2 separate regions of the Mus musculus genome follow, and region 1 is linked to region 2. A link is a contact called in public Hi-C data. All regions are on one chromosome and are shown on one strand. Each heading gives the region's core, a stretch centred on a gene start, on an enhancer-like site or on the middle of the called end of the contact. The rest is flanking DNA. Distances are from core to core; before and after follow the strand shown. Region 1 overlaps Cbl (Casitas B-lineage lymphoma). Region 2 holds the start of Nlrx1 (NLR family member X1).

Region 1 (3,692 bases), core at 571-3,070, 77 kb after region 2:
GAAGGGGGAGGTAAGGAAAAAGAAAGAAAGATGGACCCCAAGGAACAGCGCGGGATTTGAGGTTGATCACGCACAGGTTTAAAGCATTTATATGAACCTAGATTCCTAGAGAGTAACTTGGCCAGAAAGCTCATGAAAGATAGGTGTGTCAGCTGGTAGGGAAATGTAAATCAAAACCACAGTGAGGCACTACTTCACACCCACTAGGAAGTGTATCATCAGAAAAGGAAAGTAATAGATACTGCTGAGGAGGTAGAGAACTAGAATCATGCGTCATTAATGGATATGAAAAACTGCAACCATGTAGAAAAGTTTGGCATTTCTTCAAAACGTTCAACAGAATTAGCATATCATCTTCTAGCTTTCTAAGACATATATTTCTAGAACTGTAAGCAGGAACTTGATCAGATATTTGTATATCCATGTTCATTGCAGAAGTGTTCATGACAAGTAGACGTGGGATACACTCCACATTTATCAGCAGATAAATGGACAAACGAAATGTTGGTGTACAGTTGCAGTTGCCTGGTGTGTACCCAAGCTTCTGAATTCAGTAGGCATTCACCGAGATTCTGGAGCATAGCATTCACTGCAGGACTGCCATAGCTAAGTTAGGGAACGAGCTGAGGTGTCCAACAACAGGAAATAACAAAAGTGTGCCATTTGTACAGTGAAACCTTTTCAGCCATAAAGGAAAATGAAATTCTGTCATTTCAAGAAAAATGAATGCAAATGAAGGCAGTATTAGTCATAAGTGAGTTAAGCCAATCACAGAAAGCCATATGTATATCATTGTTTTCTCTTGTTTATGATTTCTAGATTTTTCTATAGTCAACATAAAGTCATGCACACAGATATTAAGTGACAAAGTAAAACTGTCTAGGGAAGTGGTGGGGACTAGTAGGGCTGAGAAAAAGGAGGGTGTGAGTATGGGGAGGGGATATGTTTAACATATTGTATAGAACTCTAGGAAAATTAAATTTGTATTATTCTGTATGCACACACACCTCAGCAGTTGGTTCTTTCCTACCTTGTGGGGTCCAGAAATCTGAGGTCAAACTCAGGTCTTGTGCACAGGCATCTCTGTCCAAGCCATCTCACTGGCCAGGTAAGTTTCAATACTCACCTGTAAGAAGGGGTAGAATGCACATACAAGCTACAGCACAGATTAATTGTGAAGACAGTTTGCTGATTGAAATAAGCCAGATCTAAAAGGACGTTTTATGATTTTACTTATGAGGTATTTAGACTGTGCAAATTTATAAAGACAGGTATAATAGAGTATTGGGAACTAAAAGGAGGGGAGAGGTGGTTACTGCTCAATGGTCATATAGCCAGAATAGATGAGTTCTAGAAATGGTAGCATTGAGGCACGTTCCTGAAATTCTGCTGTGCTGAGACAGGAATATCACTGCAGGTTCAAAGCCAGTGTGTGCTGCAAGGCTAGGGCCTATCTTAACAAACCAACTATTGCCATCATTGTAGCACCCACCTGCAGTCTCAGCTCTCAGGAAGACCAGAGACACTGAAGGTCATTCTCTACTGGATGGAAAGTTTTAGCCCGCCCTGGGATACATCATAACATGATGCTCTGTCTCAAAAAGATAAGAATGGGGTATATGGTCAAATGCATATATACAGGTGTAAAATGTATCAAGAGTAAGCACTATTGAAGAAAAAGGGAATGTAAATAAATCTGGAAATGGATAGTGGTTATGGTTATATGATATTGTTGATGTTGTGTGCTAGAAATGGCTTAAGTGATCTTAAGAAAAAAATGCCTTTTTAAAAAAGCTTGCATCACTGTTGCATTGCGTAAGTACTTTCCTAAGGTTGGCCATATTGCAACAGAACTTGGTGTTCTTCTCATTGTGTCACACAGAATGTCTAAAGAAACAAAGCACTTCACTGTGGATCTAACAGGAGTAATTATTAAAGACGTCTGCTTCAATAAAGGAGATTCAGAAAGTGTGTGTGTGTGTGTGTGTGTGTGTGTGTGTGTGTAATGTGTATGTGTGGGTACAAGTGCCGTGGCTCATGTAATTTGAGTAAGCTGTAGGCATTGAACTTGTGTTGTCAAGGTTTAAGACGAGTACCTTTAATCACTGAGCCATATTGTAAGACTCTGTTAAGGGAATTCTTAAAGTGCAAGCAAACAGTATTTGGTTTTACGAATACAGCTGTGCCAGGCGTGGTGGCGCACGCCTTTAATCCCAGTGCTCGGGAGGCAAAGGGCAGGCGGATTTCTGAGTTCGAGGCCAGCCTGGTCTACAGAGTGAGTTCCAGGACAGCCAGGGCTACACAGAGAAACCCTGTCTCGAAAAACAAACAAACAAACAAACAAAAAAGAATACAGCTGTATTTTGACTGCATAAATAGTTTGGTGTGTTGTCTTGATTGTGTCTGGAATCGGCAGTCTTGTCCACTGTTTCCTGGGCCATGAATGCGAATGTCACTAGAGTGGAAAAAGGCATGTTGTGTGTAACATTTTACGGAGGTAATTTTAGTATTTCAGACTGTCTGAAAGGGCCCTGAGAACTATTGTATTCATCTATTTCTAAATTAATTTATTATAAGTTTGCACATGTCATGACACACATGTGGAGGTGAGAAGGGCAGCACCGATCTGTCTCCTTAGCCCGAAGCATAGCTTTGTAATAATGTTAACATTCTGTGGGAGCTTCCTCGAGTGCTGTTGAGATGCCAGTTTCTGTCACACTTGGGAAAGCTCCTGTCACTGTTTCTGTCTCTCCCATTTCTCCTTCAGGAGACTGCTTAATGTTCCATTGGCCACTACGACTACATCGATCCCCTCCCCAGTATTTTAATTTAGAAAGTTTCTACTACTCTCTTCAGCTTATTGTTGTTTTCTACTAAAGCACTGGTTCCCAACCTGTGGGTCTCCGCCCTTTCACAAGGGTCACATATCAGATATTTACATTATGGATCATAACACTATCAAAATTACAATTATGAAGTAGCAAGAAAATAATCTTAAGGTTGGGAGTTTCCACAGCAGGATGAACTGTATTAAAGAGTCACAGCATTAAGGAGGTTGAGAACCACTGCTCTAAAGTATTTGCTATTAATCTGCCCATTTAAATTTTCATTTCTGAGACTGGAGAGATGGCTTAGTGGTTTAAGAAGACTGGCTGCTCTTTGAGAGAGCCAGGGTTTGATTACCAGCACACACATGGTGGCTCACAGCTGCCTGCAACTCTAATTTCAGGGAACCCAGTATATTCTTCTGGGCTCTGAGGACACCAGGCCTGCATATGGTGCATAGGCATACATGCAGGCGAGATATCCATATACATAAAGTAATAAATAAATAAAAAGGCTCAGTGGTTTATAGTACTAGCTGCTCTTCCAGAGACCCTGGGTTCAGTTCTCAGCACCTGTAACTCTGGTCTCAGAGGATCTGGCACCTTTCTCTGATCTCTGCCCAAGACATACAAGGGCATACATGGAGGCAAAATACTCATACACATAAAAAAAAGTAAATAAAAGGAAATTTCAGTGTCTTACTAAAAATAATAGAAATTTTCAGCTTTTGAGGTCGAATCGACTTATTTTAAATTTGTATTATTACTGCATGTACATAATCTGAAGACATGCTTGGACACTTGAGAAATTGGAGGACAGCTTTGTGGAGTCAGCGTTTTCCTTCTACCTTTACATGAGAGTGAACT
Region 2 (3,585 bases), core at 242-2,741:
AACTCAGAGATCCACCTGCCTCTGCCTTCTTGTACTGAAATTAAAGGCATGTGCTACCTCTACCCAGACTCTTTTATTTTTAATATTTAAAAAAATATGTGCAAAAAAATGTTCAGCCGGGCGGTGGTGGTGCACGCCTTTAATCCCAGCACTTGGAAGGCAGAGGCAGGTGGATTTCTGAGTTCAAGGCCAGCCTGGTCTACAAAGTGAGTTTCAGGACAGCCAGGGATATACAGAGAAATCCTGTCTCGAAAAACCAATAAATAAATAAACAAATAAACAAACAAATAAATATGTGTATGGGTATTTTGCATGCATGTGTATTTGTGTACCATATACATGCAGTGCCTGAAGAGGCCAGAAGAGGGCATCAGATCCACTGAGAATGGAGTTACAGATGGTTGTGAGCTGCTGTGTAGATGCTGGGAATGGAACCCAGGCCCTCTGGAAGAGCAGCCAGTGCTCCTAACGGCCGAGCCATTCTCCAATCTTAGAAGAACATCTCTTAAAATGCAAATATGCCCTTTTCCATGCTGCCCAGTGACTTTTTTCATTCTGACTTTTTAACAGCCAGTTCAAATGTCAGAGTCTCTGCTAGAGGCAGGTAGTAATTTTCCTAATAGTTTGCCTCGACTTCTGAAGAAATTCATTGTCAAGTATGGTGGGTCCCTGCATGACTTGCTCTGCTTGGCAGCCCAGGGTGAATGTTCAGTACTGGCCTAACACCACACATGGAATAAATGGACAATCGCCTAGATAAAATTATCACCATTGGCCTTCTGTTCCTATGGAGGGTAGACCACAAAAGCCTCTTCCCAGCCGGCCCTGAGGAGCCTCTCTCTCTGAGTTCTCTACTTCATGTCTGTTCTTTGCACATTGCACACCAGTGTTTGCATGTGGAGGCGTTCCTTGTTTGAAGGTCACTGTCAGCTTGGTTACGAGAACCTTGGGTGTTCCTTGAATGGAAGGGATGAGGGTTGGGGTTTTTAGAACACGGAAGTCCCAAGGCTAAAACCATGACGGGATGTCAGACAGGAAGAACAGGTTGGAGAAGGAAGTTATCTGTCGGTACCCATTCTTCCTTCCTGGCCAAAGTGGTCAGAGGCCCCCCTCTAGAGTCTTGGGACTGAATAACACAGAAGGGGAGGATCCAAGAAGGGCTGTCTTCTGCCTGGAGGTAAGCTACGTTTGTGAGCAGGAAGGGAAGTCATTATGCTCTGGGGATGAGTACCTAAGTGTAAGGAAGGCCTAGACCGGAGCTTTTCTTCTGAATCATCTACTTCCAACAGGGACGACCTGCGCCCGAGTCATTTTCTCTTCCACGCTTCCGTGTCTTCATCTGTAAAATGGGCTTCATCAAGTCCAGACTTGGAGGTGGATGAGGTCATCGGCTGGGCCTGACGCTTGGGAACCTGCAGGGGGCAGTACGGGAACCTGGGCCCTGGGAAGACCGGGTGGGGCCGGAGTCTCCGCCCCGCGCCAGCACCCCATTCCCCCTTCTGCGGGTCTTTGCTCAGTGCCCTCCAGTGTCCAGACCGGGCGGGGTGCCAGAGTGGGCCGGGCTGCGCGCTGGCTGGCGGGCGGAGGCGGCCTAGACGCGCCGTGCCGAGCGAGCCGGGGAAGCTCGGAGCCAGCGGGAGACGCAGGCCTCCTTCCCTCCGGGCCACGGCGACGGGCACCAGGGCCTAGGCAACCTGGGTAAAGGCCTAACTGGGTCGATCGCTCCTCCGGCCCCCGGCTGGACGGCTGCGCTGGGCCCCGGAAGCAAGAGCCGGGCAGCTGGGTCGCGGGAGCGGGCAAGTGGCACTGGGGATTCTGCCGGAGCTTGGGCGCTGAATACAGGCCTACTGGCAGCTTCACTTTGCCCCCCCGCCCCCAAGCCAAGTGGAAGTGGGAAAGCTATTTGGGACCCAGTTTGGTGGAAAAGCTCCGCAACTTCTGTTGCATTCCTTCTTTTGATTAGTGCCATGACAACTGCTCGATTAGAGAATTATCCTAGACCCTGCACGTCTTATCTTGACTCAGTGGACCTGGGGCTGATTGATGTCAATCCTGGGATTTGTCAGGTTTTCAGGACCTTTCTCTAATCCCCAGGTCTCCTGTTTCCAGCCCACTCAAGACCTCAGCCAGCTCCTGCTCTGGCTAGTTGTGCTCAGTGCAGCCTCTTCCTAAGTTTGCTTCCCTTCTGCCCTAGCGGCAGTGAGGGAGGCCACGCCAGCCTAGCCACATATGCATGTCAAGGAGCTGTGGGATGGGGTGGGCCAGAATAGACTCCTTGGGAAAGAGTACCTTGAGCAGTATCTTCAAAGAGTGTCTGGGATTCTGATAAAGTAAATGCTAACCAAAGTATAGGGACTGAGTTAGGAAGGTGAGAGCAAGAATCCAATAGTAGTCTTGGAGGATGAGGTGTGGGCTGGGGGCAAACCTGGAAAAATAGCTTGTGTGGGCCTGGGTTTCATAGCTGTCAAGTAGCTTAGGAGTTTAGGGAGCTGATTTCTGCAGGGGATGAGGGAGTGGAATAGGCCAACAGTGGAGGCACAGAGGACTTGAGGAAGTAGGGTTTTGTAAGGTCTGGAAGGATCTCTCTGAAATGATGAAATGAAGAGGCTGGCAAAAACCAGTAGGGAGAGATCTGTAAGACTGCCACCGCTGCCTGTGGGGGAAGGCTTCGAATAAAGAGCAAGGGAATAGTGTGTGAATCCAGGGCTTGGGGGAGCTCTGCCACAAAGTAAACAGAGGAGGGGGGCTGACGAGGCCAGGTTGGCATGGCTGAAGTGTGAGGCAGAGGCGGCACATCCTTGTGTCAAGCAGGAAGTTCATTCACACATCCATTTATTATTTATGCCAGCCTTACAGGCAGCTTACATAAAAGTCAGAGAGATGATAAAGTGATACAGCCATTAAAACTCAGCCGTGGCACAAAAGCAGACGGAAATGAATAAGGATGAGTGGGGGAAAAAAGCCAGGCTCAGAAAAGGCCTGCGAGTGAGCACAGGGCTCCTATCTGAGCTTGCTAGCAGTCAAGCAAAAATAAAACCTAAAAGCAGATGATTGGGCTGGATCTCGGGGCAGAGGCAGCTGTGAAACTCCAGTGCCAGGCAGGAGCTGGTAGGAGATGAAACAGAATCACTCAGGTTAGGATTATCTTTGCTGAGGAGAGCTAGAAGCCAGGGCAGGGTTTCAAAGGCTTCTTTTATACATATGAGGAAGGGCTGAGCCTCTCTTGGGAGATGGCCCCTTCTTAGATACTAGGGGTAAGGGTTCGAGAGAAAGCAAGAGAGGGAGGGAGAGGTGTGTGTGTGTGTGTGTGTGTGTGTGTGAGAGAGAGAGAGGTATGTATGTGTTTGTATGTGTGTATATTTGTGTGTGTGCGTGTGCCATGTGTATGTGTGTGTGTGTCTGTCAGTGCATGTGCCTGTCTCTGTGTATTTGTGTGCATGTGCCATGTGTATGTGTGTGTCTGTCAGTGCATGTGCCTGTCTCTGTGTATATGTGTGCATGTGCCATGTGTATGTGTGTGTGTGTATGCACATGTAAGGGAGGTTTGATGGCCGTACATTCACAGTACTGGGTTGTTTTTTTTAA

Evidence for each region. Hi-C and Micro-C count contacts between places; a contact is called where the count stands out from the background.
Region 1: a contact with region 2 is called in a Hi-C map of bone marrow-derived macrophages, with 66 read pairs. The contact joins the enhancer-like site here to the promoter of Nlrx1 in region 2. A contact is called at or near these places in 3 of 39 promoter capture datasets (frontonasal cranial neural crest, macrophages and second pharyngeal arch cranial neural crest), 1 of 15 datasets of contacts at CTCF or cohesin (CD8 T cells), 10 of 484 Hi-C or Micro-C datasets (B cells, the G1E-ER4 cell line, bone marrow-derived macrophages and 7 more), 12 of 115 datasets of contacts at active chromatin or transcription factors (the HPC-7 cell line, bone marrow-derived macrophages, embryonic stem cells and 5 more) and 4 of 9 other capture datasets (adipose tissue, liver, macrophages and 1 more).

The regions. Positions count from the first base shown.
Region 1 is chr9:44,189,514-44,193,205 of GRCm38.p6, reverse strand. The region is part of intron 2 of Cbl (Casitas B-lineage lymphoma); the gene reads left to right. Among named protein-coding and RNA genes, the nearest start is that of Cbl, 43 kb to the left of the region's middle. Within about 2 kb of position 1,820, at least 17 of the 459 cell types and tissues checked have an H3K27ac peak or open chromatin away from gene starts, as enhancers often do. A contact at or near this core is called in adipose tissue and bone marrow-derived macrophages, where this site is marked.
Region 2 is chr9:44,266,093-44,269,677 of GRCm38.p6, reverse strand. Nlrx1 (NLR family member X1) reads left to right here and starts at 1,491. Exons shown (of 10, transcript NM_001163743.1): 1 at 1,491-1,698.